Linked DNA regions of Triticum aestivum: region 1 is linked to region 2. The links are chromatin contacts, called in public Hi-C maps. All regions are on one chromosome and are shown on one strand. Each heading gives the region's core, a stretch centred on a gene start, on an enhancer-like site or on the middle of the called end of the contact. The rest is flanking DNA. Distances are from core to core; before and after follow the strand shown. Region 1 holds the start of LOC123078112. Region 2 holds the start of LOC123078110 (geranylgeranyl diphosphate reductase, chloroplastic).

Region 1 (6,767 bases), core at 3,951-6,450, 330 kb after region 2:
ACTTCACTCAGCCTGCTGTCAACCGTGTCAGCCTCGAGGGCGTCGATCTCGTACCGCACTTCCTCCATGTGCTCGTTTATGCTAGTCACTGCCTCTTGAATGCCCTGTATTGCCTCCTTCAGAGCAGCGTCATACTCTGCGTCCGCCTCTGCGTCCTCCGTGCCGGAAGCCTCGGTTATCTCCTTGAGGTTCGCACACACATGCTGGGACGTGCTGCTTGACCTGCAGTGCTCATGGTTTACCAGGCGTTCCGAAGGACGGCCAGCCTTCTTCAACACCTGAATCCTAGCTGTCTGATCCAACCAACCAGAGATATAATGAACAAGCTGACAAGTGACTGGGGGAAATTTCGACTAAAAAAGTGCAGCAAAAACAGTATACAAGATGATGATAACAGCACAGGTTGCATTTGTCGCAAAACATAGTATAAATTTAAATCCAGGTAATGCCGATAGAGAAGAATGTGTTAAAGCACTAACATCAGTAAAGCAGGCCAAGTACTACCGCGGTACGAGATCAGAGTGGTTATCATGCTATTAGAGCAGATACTATCATGCGCAAACAAACTTATCCCTGTGAGACAACTGAATGGATACATAGATGGATGTCGCTGTTCAAACAATGATTGCAAATGAAAATTGACAAGTCTTTTCGGTTTGAGGTGCTAATTCAATTTTCCCTAATGAAAACGGTAAAAGAAGGGCCTGCATATGGTGTTCGTCGACTTGGAGAAGGCCTAAGATAATATACTGCGGAATGTCATATGATGGGCCTTGGAGAAACACAAAGACCCAACAAAGTACATTATCCTTATCAAAGACATGTATGATAATGTTGTGATAAGTGTTCGAACAAGTGATGGCGACACCAATGCCTTTCCAATTAAAATAGGACTGCACCAAGGGTCAGCTCCCTTATCTTTTTGCTTTGGGATATACAAGGAGATATCCCATGGTGTATGCTCTTTGCGGACGATGTGGTGCCAGATAGTCGGACAGGGGTTAATAGAAAGTTCTGTGGAGACAGACTTTAGAATTGAAAGGTTTAAGGCTTAGTAGAACTAAAACTGAGTACATGAGGTACAGTTTCAGTACTGCTTGGCACGAGGAGGTAAACCTTGATGAGCAGGTGGTACCTCAGAAGGACACCTTTAGATATTTGGGATCAAATTTGTAGAAGGATGGTGATATCGATGAAGATGTGAGCCATCGAATCAAAGATGGATGGCTGAAGTGGCGCTAAGCTTCTGGCGTCCTCTGTGACAAGAGAGTGCCACTAAAGGTAAAAGGTGGGTTCTATAGGACGGGGATTCGACTTGCAATATTGTATGGCGCTGAATGGTGGCCAACTAAAAGACCATTTTCAACAATTAGGTGTAGCAAAGATGCACATGTTGAGATGGATATGTGGTCACACAAGAAAGGATCAGGTCCGGAATAATGATATACTCCCTCCGTCCCGAATTAGTTGACTAAAATTTGTCTAGATGCGGATGTATCTAGACACGTTTTAGTGTTAGATACATCCGTATCTAGACAAATCTAAGACGACTAATTTGGGACGGAGGTAATACAAGATAGAGTTGGGGCAACACCAATTGAAGAGAAGCTTGTCCAACATCGTCTAAGATGGTTCAGGCATATACAACGCAGGCCTCTAGAAGCGTCAGAGCATAGCGGACGGTCAAAACATGCTGATAATGTCAAGAGATGTAGGGGTAGACCAAACTTGACATGGGAGGAGTCCGTAAAGAGAGATCTGGAGAACTGGAATATCACCAAAGAACTAGCCATGGACAGGGGTGCGTGGAAGATAGCTATCCACATGCCAGAACCAGGACTTGGTTTCGAGATCTTATGGGTTTCAACTCTAGCACACCCAACTTGTTTTGGACTCTAAGGTTTTGTTGTTGTTAAAAAGGTAAACTTGACATTTAGTAAAACGATTAGAATGACAGCACAGAAGAGCCAACTTTAATTTCTCATCTGTCCAGTTGCATCTCCATAATAAACTTCCTCGGGTCAGAACAAAGTAATGTCACCATAATCAAATAAAACACAAATTTGGTATATTGGTGTTTTTATACAGCTTTTCAAAAACATCGAATTATATTGAAGTCCATACAGCAATACAGGAGATATTGAAAGCATACCAGCTGCAACTTATCTCTCTCACATGCTTGCACATCCTTCAATAAGTTGGCAAGATCTCCACGACAAAAACTTGGCTTTGACAGGAGGGACACCATTTCAAGAATCTGTAGTAAGCAGTATTAGATATCTCACCTTTTATGATAAAAATGTATGAGTAAAGCATTTAACCTGTGTTGAGCAATCATTAAATTCGGCTGTAACATTCCCACATAGTTGTTGATAGGCGCATTCACCTCCATTAGCCATATATTCAGAAAACCCACTGCAAAACTTTCATAGTTTGAGTGATCAAATTCATGAACTTAAATAGGAAGGTAGTTTTCATGCAATAATCTTCATATATAATATTTATAACGCAGTATCCGAAGCTAAGCAAAGCATGCACAGCCAGCACAGGTGTATTTCACAGCCAGAGCAACAACCATAGTTCTTAACCATACACGGTTATACACCAGCATCTTGCAACAATTAGAATTTAGTGATAGGCGTCGGTGCGCCGGCCCAAATTTGGGCCGGTCGCACCCTGCCCGTCTGATCTGGCCACTCTTAGCCGTCAGATCCCCTTCTCTCGTCCCCAACCTCCCACCAACGCACGCAGTCCTTCTCGATCAGCCCAACGCGCAGTAGTGCTCCCCCGTCGAGCAGTCCTTCTCGAGCTGTGGCGGTCGCGCTCGTCAGCGGCGGCGGCCCCGACAGCACCTGCTCGCATGCCGCTTGCCGCTCCTCTTCACGCGGCGCGTGATAGTGATTGAATCACCATACCGGATTGCAGCATGCTCTGCCCCGCCCCCCACGTCTCTCTGTCGTTGCACCTAGTTGCCGCCGCCGTAACACCACTGTGCTGTCTGCCGCAGTTCTCGGCGTCGCTGCTCGCACTGTCGGCGTGTGCGGGTTGAGACTTTTTTCCCGAAGCCGGTTGAAGCTTTTTTCACCGCCGGTTGAAGCTTTTCCTACACAGGTTGAAGCTTTTTTTCCAACTGTCGATACCGGTTGTAGCAAAACTCGACGCCGGTGGTAGCACGGCAAAATTCAGATTGTAGCAAAACTGGACGCCGGTTGCAGCTCCTTGGTCGTAGGTTGCAGCTATCTGCCGTCGCCGGCCACAAGTTCGCCGTCGTTGGTTGCAGCACGTCAGTCCGACAGTTGTAGCTTTTTTTGTTGCCGGTCGTAGCTTTTCGCACCATGGGTTGTAACTTTTCTCATCTCCCGGTTGCAGCTGTTTGTCGTCATCGGCCACCAAACTACACTGCCGAAGATTGTAGCAAATAGCGACGCGGGTTGTAGCAAAAAAATGATATAGTTGTAGCAAAAACCAGGTGTGTTTCCAACTCGCTTATCGGTTGCAGCAAAGAACAACTGTGGTTTCAGCTCTGGATTTGGCCGGTTGAAGCAAAACAAAATGCTGGTTCCAGCATCGTTGTCCGCTCGTAGGCGTCACAACCTTCACCATGGTCATCCATGGAGACTCGTCGGCACGGCGCGGTCCCAGCACCTCCGTTGCGGCGCCCCCAGCATGGTCCCAGCACCTCCGTCGCGGGAGCGTCTGTGCACCACGGTGCGGAGATCAGAAAAAAAAACACGGTGGAGCCGTCTTGCAGGAACGCTTCTGGAGGTAGGAGACGATGCGCTATAGCAAACAAATGGGCCACGTTTTTTTCGGGAGGAGATAAGATAGGAGAGGTGGTGGGCCTCAGAAAATCACGCGTGGGTCATTGAACGTGGGCGAAAAGATGGAGCGTTCGATCACATCTAATCGGAAGGCGCGCGCGTCCGGCGCGGCCGAGCGCAAACGTTTTCCTTCTAATTGCCCAGCATACGCCAACAACGGTTTATAGAATAGTTGTCAGCAGTGTGCATTGGCAGACAGAACTCCACTATTGATGTTAAGATACTGCTATCAGGGCATATGGAGATTATTTTTGGAATCCAATAACTCCCGAACGTTCGGATTTTGAGCATTTCGTCCCGAACGTTTTTACATGGCAACTTTAGTTCATAGGGGATGGCAACTTCGTCCTTTTTCTTTTTTTGTCAGAAAATTGCCATGTTTCCCTAATCTCACGCAAACTAAACTTGCCATCTAAACCCGTTCGGGTTGCCATGCGGGTTGCCATGCTTAACTCCCGAACGTTCGGGAGTTATCATTACCGTTATTTTTTTCGCTATCTTGCTTAAGTCCAAATAGAGAGATATTTTATTTTGTAGCATTACTGTATGATCACAAAAATGAGGCCTAATCTAGATTTCCAACAGAAGAGCGCCTACTGCAAACAGAGTGATGGGCATGGTTATTGCAAAACCAGTATTCTTTTTTAGCTAAAAAACATTCTCGGATTTTCATCACATTTTCCAACTCTGCCTCCCACTCCCACTCCCACTCCCACTTGTAGGATGAGCCGTAGACGATGGGAACAGTGCAAAACGCATAAATACAACTATACAACACTGGTGGCAGAGTCAACTGTTCAACAGAGCATCCGATATGATCTTTGAAAAGAAAATAAAGAATTGTATCAAACTCTTCCAACACCTAACCTATTCGCTTATTTTCTTTCTTGATTGATGGGGAAAATTCTCGCGTAAATCTAACATATAACTTGCCCACAATACCCTTGCATTCGTGTGTGTGTTTCCCCTCGACGCCAGGTTTGATCCGTCCCCAACCACACCGGCGCCGAGGAAGACGCTCTCTATGCCATGGACCGCTACCCCGGCCGGGCCCTCGCGCGGCGTGCCACGCGCGGCCCGCGTTCCTGCTTCGGGGTGCTCGAGTGAAGGCCTAGGGTTAAGGGGGGCGAGGGAGGGTGGGGGCAGGGCAGCAGCGGTACCTTCGGAGCTTGGAGTAAGCCTCGGCGCGGCGCTGCTGCACGGCGAGGAACCCACGGAGCAGATCGGCCACCCTGGCAGCGCTCTGCCCGGCGCTGCTGGCCGCCGCGTCCATGACGTCCCCGGCGGTCGATTTCACTTCCGCCATCTGGTCGCCGTTTTTTTTGCCTCCGGTCTTTTGCGCTTCTTCCAGATTTTTTTTATGGAACTTCAAGTGAAGTTTTCTTCTCTCCGCTCTTCATTTTATTTCCCCCTACTACCTATCACATCACGCTGGTTTTATTTTTTTTCCTTTTTTATGTTTTATACGAAAATGAATGTGTTCTACTCCAACGTTCTTATATTATGAGACGGAGGGAGTAAATATTACAAATAAAAAGACACCAGCCAAGACTCAAAAGTAGGCAGGCTGACAAAAAAATTGTTTATCTCCTGAGATTTCCATTTGCCACTTATTATGAAATAAGATGCAACAGCAGGATTAAAATATCTTATAAACAGAGTATTCGCTCCAGCCGGACATATGAGGCTTGATTCGCATTTCAAATTTTACGTTGATCGTCAACAAGATCAAAATTATATGAGTTACCATACAAAATTATATCACTAGAACTCCTTTAAAATATGACTTCAACATACATTTGTGGCATACATCTCATATAGCATGATTTTGTTAATGCTCAAAATAAACCTCGAAATAAAAGCAGATACATGTGTTATGTGTTCCAAAGCTTTCTTTTCCTCATCCTCCTCCAGCCACTAGATACGGCGGCCTATCTAACCTAGCTCGCCGTCGAAACCAAGGGCCCCCTACCCTCTGTCGCTCCGACGATGGGAGAGGGCAGAGACCCTACGGCTTCGGTCCAATGGAGGCAGAGTTAGGAGTAAAGGAAGGGGTATGTCTCCGATTAGTGGTGGCAAGACGATGGCGTCGTCGTCGACATGGAATAAAGTCCCCGCCTCGTCCTCATTTTGGTAGTGCTTCTTCGTCTCATTGAGAGGAGTGTGGAAGATTATGTGTCCCTAGATCTGGTTATTTCTCTCATGTAGGTTTGTCTTGGTCGCGCTATCCGCGGCTATACGTCTTGTATTCAGGCTCAAGTTTCAATCGATGATGGTTGGCCAGTCTCAGGCTCGTCGGGAACTGTTGGAAATATGCCCTAGAAGCAATAATAAAATGGTTATTATTATATTTCCTTGTTCATGATAATTGTCTATTGTTCATGCTATAACTGTGTTATCCGGAAATCGTAATACATGTGTGAACACATAGACCATAACATGTCCCTAGTGTGCCTCTAGTTGACTAGTTCGTTGATCAATAGATGGTTACGGTTTCCTGACCATGGACATTGGATGTCATTGATAACGGGATCACATCATTAGGAGAATGATGTGACGGACAAGACCCAATCCTAAGCATAGCACTAGATCGTCTAGTTCGTCTGCTAAAGCTTTTCTAATGTCAAGTATCTTTCCTTAGACCATGAGATTGTGCAACTCCCGGATACCGTAAGGGTACTTTGGGTGTGCCAAACGTCACAACGTAACTGGGTGGCTATAAAGGTACACTACGGGTATCCCCGAAAGTATCTGTTGGGTTGGCACGAATCGAGACTGGGATTTGTCACTCCATATGACGGAGAGGTATCTCTGGGCCCACTCAGTAGGACATCATCATAATGAGCTCAATGTGATCAAGGAGTTGTTCACAGGATGATGTGTTACGGGAATGAGTAAAGAGACTTGCCGTAACGAGATTGAACAAGGTATCGGTATACCGACGAT
Region 2 (7,573 bases), core at 1,334-3,833:
GCCACTATGCTTACCTGACCCACACCTGGCTGTTCCGTTGACAACGGCCATTGTGGAATGTGCGTTATGCAACGTGATGGCATGTGCTGGTGGACACCTGGTCACCTGGTAGAGAAACAGCTTAAACGCATGTATTGTTCTGTGACAAGAGAGAGAATCAGAATGCCCATCTCTTTTGTTGATCGCAAATGGGTATCAACTTTTCAGGGTGTAAATTTGTACTGTAACATGGAAGTGTCAGCTGAATGTTTCGTCTATTTAGCTCTGCTTGTTTCAGAAAATGTCATGAACCGCTGTATCTTGTTTCAAATAGCCTGTTCACTATGTCGCCTTCTAAGACTTGATTGATTGCCTTACTTTGTTGCTGTTGGGTTCGTAGGCTGGTAAGTGCTATACGCTTATATTGGAAAACTTAGCATGCGACGGCTAAGGTTGTGTTACAAACTAGATGATACCCCGTGTGTTGTTGAGGGAATTAATAGTAATATGCAGGATTAACATTTAATAATACTAGTTAGAATCATCATGTGGTACTTGTATGATATAATGTGAAAATTGTAGTTACATATAGAGTTTATTATGTTTTGCATGAATAATTTATAGTTCAATTGTAAAAAGTAACATTCAAGAGAACTATGCATTATTTTTGTGGTTTGTGCCCTCTTATTTCAGTAAAATGATCGGAGATGTGTTCCGTTTCTTGTGCGATTATCAACTGGATGGGCATGTGTTTGTGGTTGTTTCATAGTATTCTCAGCATTCCAATTTCACCTGTGAACAACCATTAGTAGAGAGGTATCAGGTGCCTACTACTTATTGACATTGGTGGATAATAAGATACAAATTTGACAAACATTTCAGTTTCCTATTGTGATTGCCTTGTTCATTCCCGTGATAGCAACCAGTAGCAATAGCTAGCTCGAGAAAAATATCTGTAGGAACATAAGGGACTAAAATTCTTGTGTTATGAAATTATTGCTAGATGGTTGAGACATTTCTTCAATATCTAACATGCAATCAGGCAGGCAGGCCTGAATAAATGGTGTTAAACAAATTTGTACTATAGCGCAAGCAGGAGCTACGTGCACCGGACTGCCCTTTTTTTATATAACAGAATAGGCAAGTTGCTATATTATCAAAACACAAAGCATGGAGGATGGCAGTATGAGCAACACATCAATGTTTAAGTAGGATATGCATATAGAATAAATGAATGAAGTAAAGAAAACAAATTCACATATCAAAAAGGCATATGCCCTTTACATAGATTGACATTGAATCATTGATGGATATAAGATACAAGAACACCACTACATAGCGGCATCGCATGGATCATGGGCGGATCCTTGTAAGGACTAAACAGGGCCATAGCCCGTCATATTCTCTGGATTTTCTTTCATGATTTAGTCTGGATTTGGCCCAATAGTAAAAGTTGGCCTAATGAGAATGTTGTAGGCCCGTTCTTCAGTTTGTTTCACGCTCCGCCACTGGCATGGACGCCTTCCCATGCGGAAGCTCCCTCCTCTCACTCATTTGCATGCAACAATGACACATAGGAGCAACTCTAATAGAATATGCAAAATATAGATCGCCAAAATCGTTATGGAGGCGGCCGCTAAAAATCATGGAGGCTCCAGAGCCTGTGTGCAAACTCGGAATCGCTATAAAATAGCCTTCAAAATTTTCCTGCATGTGGAACCTGTTTCTCACTGTCAAGCATTGGCTATATGTAAGTTACTTGACATTCTTTTGGCATAAGTCGATTTAGCCTTCAAAGAAAGGAGGCCATGGGGGAGCTCGAGGTCAAGCCAGGACCTCGCTGGAGAAGGGAATGGCGTTGTGAGCGGCAGCGAGCTGTGGTGTCCTAGACAGAAGCGAGGAAGCAGGTTAACAAGCGTGGGGTTGCCGATACTGAAATAGGGGATCAGTGAAGGGGGCTTAGAGGGGTGGCGTTGGACCATGGCAAGCGCGTCGATGATGAGTGGTCAAGGGGAGGGCGAGGTGGCGTGCGGCAACGCCTGCCGGTCGTGGGGGCGGAGTTCGGCGGATGGGGCCAGGTTGGGAGACAGCTCGGAAGGAAGAAAATCAACAATGACATACGATCCTGGCCGTTGGATGGAGATATGACAGCCCAAAAAAGTGATCTACACAATGAAAAAACCAATCAACGTACACATAGTCAGTCCCAACTCTTTCTTTTTTCTACTTCCTCATACAATATTGTACGTAAATAAGTTTGACTTAGAACAAATTTAGACTTCTATTATTTCAGAACGAAAAAGAGTACTATATGCTCGATACTCACTGATTATTTAACATGCATTTATTTGGTATATGGGTGATTGGAAACCGACGGAGACATGTCATTGTCCCTTCCTCTTAAGCTAAATGCTTCTTTTTTAACATCCCCTAAATGTACTTAAGGGACGTGTCATTGTCACTTCCTCTTATTTATAGTCTATAATACAGCAAGCTGATGTTTTAAGGCATCCTGTTTCTTGTCTTACTCACTGACATGCGGGTCTACTTTTGGTTTTCAAATCATAGCGCCAGCTGGGCCCTAGATTCATCGCCGTCGGCGGTCAGTGTAGCTACACTCCACTCCAACCCACCAAGCACCCAAATCTCATACCCACATTCGACCATGGCCGCCGCAGTCTGCCACTCCCCAGCTCGCCTCTCCATCTCCTGCTCCTACTCTTCCTCCCACTCCGCGCCTGCGCGCCCGCTGCGCGTGGCCGTGGTGGGCGGCGGCCCGGCCGGCGCGTCGGCGGCCGAGGCGCTGGCTTCTGCAGGCGCCCAGGCGTTCCTCCTGGAGCGCAGTCCCGCGGGGGCCAAGCCCTGCGGCGGCGCCATCCCGCTCTGCATGCTCGACGAGTTTGCCATCCCGCTGGGGCTCGTGGACCGCCGTGTCACCCGCATGCGCGTCCTCTCCCCCTCCAACCTCGCCGCCGACTTCGGGCGGTCGCTCCCCCCCGGCGCCCATATCCCCATGCTCCGCCGCGAGGTGCTCGACTCCTTTCTCCGCACCCGCGCCGCCGACGCCGGCGCCACCCTCGTCCCGGGCCTCGTTACCTCGCTGTCCCTCCCCACGGGCCCCAGCGACCCGTACCTCGTCCACTACATCTCGTCCGGCGACGGCCCCTCACCCACTCGGAGCGTCCTTGAGGTCGACGCCGTCGTGGGCGCGGACGGCGCGAACAGCCGGGTCGCCCGGGAGGTCGGCGCGGGCGACTACTCGACGGCCATCGCCTTCCAGGAGCGCATCCGGCTCCCCGACAAGGCCATGGAGTACTACGACGACCTCGCGGAGATGTACGTGGGCGGGGACGTGTCCCCGGACTTCTACGGCTGGGTGTTCCCCAAGTGCGACCACGTGGCCGTCGGGACCGGCACCGTGGCCGCCAAGCCGGAGATCAAGAAGCTGCAGTCGGGCATCCGGGCGCGGGCGGGGCCCAAGATCGCCGGGGGGCGCGTGATCAAGGTGGAGGCGCACCCGATCCCGGAGCACCCGCGGCCGCGGCGCGTGGTGGGGCGCGTGGCCCTGGTCGGCGACGCGGCGGGGTACGTGACCCGGTGCTCCGGCGAGGGCATCTACTTCGCGGCCAAGTCCGGGCGGCTGTGCGGGCAGGCGATGGCCAAGGAGTGGCGGCTGACGGGCGCGGTGACGGAGGGCGGGATCAGGCGCGGGTACCTGCGGCGGTGGGACGACGAGTTCCTGCTGACGTTCCGGTTCCTGGACCTGCTGCAGCGTGTGTTCTACGGCGACAACGCCGGGCGCGAGGCGCTGGTGGAGATGTGCGCGGACGAGCACGTGCAGCGCCGGACGTTCGACTGCTACCTGCACAAGCGGATGGCGCCCGGCGAGCCGTGGGCCGACCTCCAGCTGCTGTGGCGCACCGCCGGCAGCATGGTGCGATGCAGCGTCCTCGGCAAGGAGGTCCAGCGCCTCCGCCGGCTCGAGCTGCTGCAGGCTTAGAGAAAGGAAATCCCTTCTCTTCTCTTTCTGCAAGCAATGGCCAATGTGTACCCATACTGTACTGAATAATGAGGTGAACAATGAGCTGTGCAATTTCTGCATTTGCGATATGTGATGCAAGTTTGACATGGGAATTTTATGAAATGCCACCATTGAGCGAGCACCATTTGATCTGCCGCTGCTACTTTGCAGTCTTTGCACCCGTCTGCCCTGCGAAATGGCCGGTTTGTCACAGATTGTGCTTGTGCTGACATTTGCATAGTGTATCGATTGTCCACATTTAGACATTTAGGCCTTCTTTGATTCATAGGATAGGAATATTGTAAGAATAGGAAGATGACATGCATCTCAATTTCTATAAAGAAAGAGATGCCATTTGATGCATAGGATAGGAATTTTTACTTTGAAGGATTGGATCTTATCCTACATAGGAATAGGAATCCATTCCTACAAACCAAAGGACTCCATAGGAATTTTTCCTTTGAAAATTATCTTACAGACAATCTGCTGAAGAGCGTTTTTCGCCTCATGTTGTCTGGATCTCATATAGACAACGATCAGATGAGCTTCTGGAGATGCTCTAACACGCTGTCCAGATCCCTGGAACAGCACCCTCACTAGTGTTAGAGCGCACACCGTCAGGTGCGATGAGGCCGGAGAGACTTATTCCAGATCATCCGGTGGCATCCAATTCTAGCAGTATAGAAACCCCCATTTCATAATATGATCTGGAATGCGATTTCACCATGACAATTGACATGCACATGATACATCAGTACGAGGCACAAAAGCATATTTAGATCATGGAATAGCAGTACACAATTTGTCCAACCTCATTTTACTCTAGCTCTTGAAGAAAGACAAACAAATACTCCAATTCTCATCGACATACAAAAAAGTCAGGAATACTCTCCTCTCCCTAAACTCCATTTGCTTGTTTCCATTTCATCGCCTGATGGTGCATAAGGCCATGCAGCTCAAGCTGAAAGAGAAACAAATTACAGAAGAGATGGTGCCCAAACTAAAGCTAAGAGTCATTCATCGGCAAATCTAAAGCTTTCAGCATACAAGACCAGTATTACAGCGACAGCAGTGCTGTGGTAAACACCCTGTAGAACAAGGATGTATTACGCTCAGGGTGTACCTGTTAAGAGGACAGTATCCAAGCTCTCCATTGTATTTCATAGATCTGTTTACAAAACATTGGGATAAACTTTCTGGAGAGCTTATGAGGTCAATCTATGTTTCCACTCGAATAAATATCAGGTAAGGTGAATGCTTGTACTAACGCTAGCTAAAGCCACGCCGCCACTAAGAAAAACAACTAATTGCCCTGCTTGATTCTAATGCCTCGATCTTCAGCAGGCAGCAAGGTGTACAAAAACCACTGTAAGTTAGGACCAACTTGTAAGGGAACATCAAATATGTGCCTGTCTAAACTCTATAATATGACCTGGGAAAGTGAGATTCATCCAGAATTGGAGCATGTAAAGGGGTAGTATGCCAGCTCCCCGAGCCTTAAGGTTGTGCAAGGCTATTTTCCTAGCTTGTTTTCTCCTGATTTTCTTGCATTATTTTTTCCAGTTCCTTTTGCCCAGTAGATATCAGGATCTTCATTGTGTCGAATGCGGTGAGTTTAATGCTGCATGTCATAACAAACTTGTGAGAGAACATAATTTCTATGGCAAGTTAAACATGATGCCAGCTATCAATTGCGCTGTAATTAAAATTAAATATTTTCACAGACATGGTAACAAAAGCAGCACCTGCTATTTGGTAGATTTTTCAGCGCGTTTGGCACAAAACCTCTGTATAGCCCAACTAGACCATCACGCTCCACAATGCCTGCATTTCGCATAAAAAAACTCAAAAATGCTTCAATTTGGTCAATAGTGAACAAGACCAAGCTGCTAATGAGTACGTAGAATGGTGAAAAATGGCAAATAACATTGTACACACTGAGGTGGCTATGTAGCACTAAGCAAAAGATGCTGCATTACTGTGCCGCATATGCAAGGGTAGCAAAATTCACTCAGCTACCTGGAATGGCATCAAAAATTGTATTGTATGGTGTGCCTTTCATTTGCATCTGCCTCCTAACAGTGTCCAACGGATAGCACATCAAAGTTGCAAATGTTGCTGAAAGAAGAGCAGTTGCTAGAGAAGTCTCTGGTCTACTCTTGTACTTCTCCGGTACGGATTTCTTCATTCTTCAATACAGAAATGATGATTTGGATATATCAAAAATGTGAGACAAATATCGAAATCTGAGACCATTTTATATACCATACACTATGAAGAATTGAAGATGCAGTAGAAAGGATCTCACAGGTCAAAAACACAGAAGTTTACAGCAATGTAAGGTGCAATTCCTATAAGAGATGGACCAAGGCCCCCATAGAAGGAAGCTAGCCCTTCTTCTCTCAGCATGTTCAGAGCAACCTACAAAATTAATCATCATGAAATGCCAGTTTCGAACTACAGAAATTTGTGTTTGTAATAGTTATTACCAGTGACATAGTGCTATGTCCAGATTGAACTGCTAGCCTAAGCCGGAGGACATCGAGTGGGTAAGTCACCTATCAGCAAGTACAAATAGAAAGTTCAGACCAGAATAAGAATGAACGGAAACACAAGTAATTTTGACCTATGAAACTAGAAACGAACAGCCATTTACTAGAAAGTTAGGTAAATAAATAAATTACAAGTGTAGAAGTCATGCCCGCACAAGCCCCAGCTGCAAGTCTCCCAAATACAGTAAGCTCTCCATCCTTTCTCCGGAATACTTTCTGAAAACAATAAATTGAAGTTGTAGAATAATAAAAAGGAACACAACACTCACATTCACAATCACAAGAACATAAAATAGATTAAGTGATTATTGGTAGCAAGGAGATGTTATGACCTTGTAAACTTCATATGAGAAAAGTTGCACTGCACTGTATGGAATTATGCGGATAACCTGGAGGAGTTTATGCAGAAGAAACAAGTCAGCACTGGAACACAAGATAAACCATGCACGAGCCTCAAAATCACAATTTGCAAGATGGGTAATATCAAGCACCTGTGGAAGATTGCCCTTCCAGTAACCCTTTATACCCTCCTCCTTCCCTATCTCTGCCATAGCCTACACAATTGGAGGGGCATCGGGTTACATGATTTCCTTTATATGTGAGTATTCATCGATAAGGCATTAAAAGAAAGTTATCACCCTTTCTCCCCTATTTTCTGACTGTCAACTCTAAAATGCATCCATCCAACAGAAATGGTTAATATTCGTATATCCGTATTAAAGAAAATGAAAATGACCTGACACAGAGGATATGGAAACCAGGTAATTCCATGGTTAAGCTTATCCAGTTGGTCAAACAAGCATCTCAAATCTATTAATAATTGAACTAATACAACATCATAGATACAAGTGAAAAAATAAAGGATGGAGAATCAGCTCAAGCTCTTGCCAAATAAAGCAAAACAAGACTTGGCGATTCTGAAGTTTCTAACTGTGATCTCCCACTAAGGACCTTTTTATCTTAGCCCTTAATCTTAAGTTACCTACTTCTTTATAGTTCAGATAAGGTCTTTTTGTTTTCG

The links. Hi-C and Micro-C count contacts between places; a contact is called where the count stands out from the background.
Region 1: a contact with region 2 is called in a Hi-C map of leaf, with 2.3 times the contacts expected there. The contact joins the promoter of LOC123078112 here to the promoter of LOC123078110 in region 2. A contact is called at or near these places in 2 of 5 Hi-C or Micro-C datasets (both in leaf).

What each region holds. Positions count from the first base shown.
Region 1 is chr3D:172,917,272-172,924,038 of IWGSC CS RefSeq v2.1, forward strand. LOC123078112 reads right to left here and starts at 5,201. Exons shown (of 4, transcript XM_044500513.1): 1 at 4,982-5,201; 2 at 2,322-2,415; 3 at 2,153-2,257; 4 at 1-293. The coding sequence starts at 5,127.
Region 2 is chr3D:172,587,402-172,594,974 of IWGSC CS RefSeq v2.1, forward strand. LOC123078110 (geranylgeranyl diphosphate reductase, chloroplastic) reads left to right here and starts at 2,584. Exons shown (of 1, transcript XM_044500511.1): 1 at 2,584-4,131. The coding sequence starts at 2,645. The coding sequence ends at 3,979. LOC123078109 (pre-mRNA-splicing factor SPF27 homolog) reads left to right here. Exons shown (of 7, transcript XM_044500510.1): 7 at 1-356. LOC123078111 (probable envelope ADP,ATP carrier protein, chloroplastic) reads right to left here. Exons shown (of 10, transcript XM_044500512.1): 3 at 7,044-7,106; 4 at 6,885-6,941; 5 at 6,685-6,768; 6 at 6,490-6,558; 7 at 6,309-6,421; 8 at 6,020-6,189; 9 at 5,746-5,824; 10 at 5,078-5,621. The coding sequence ends at 5,522.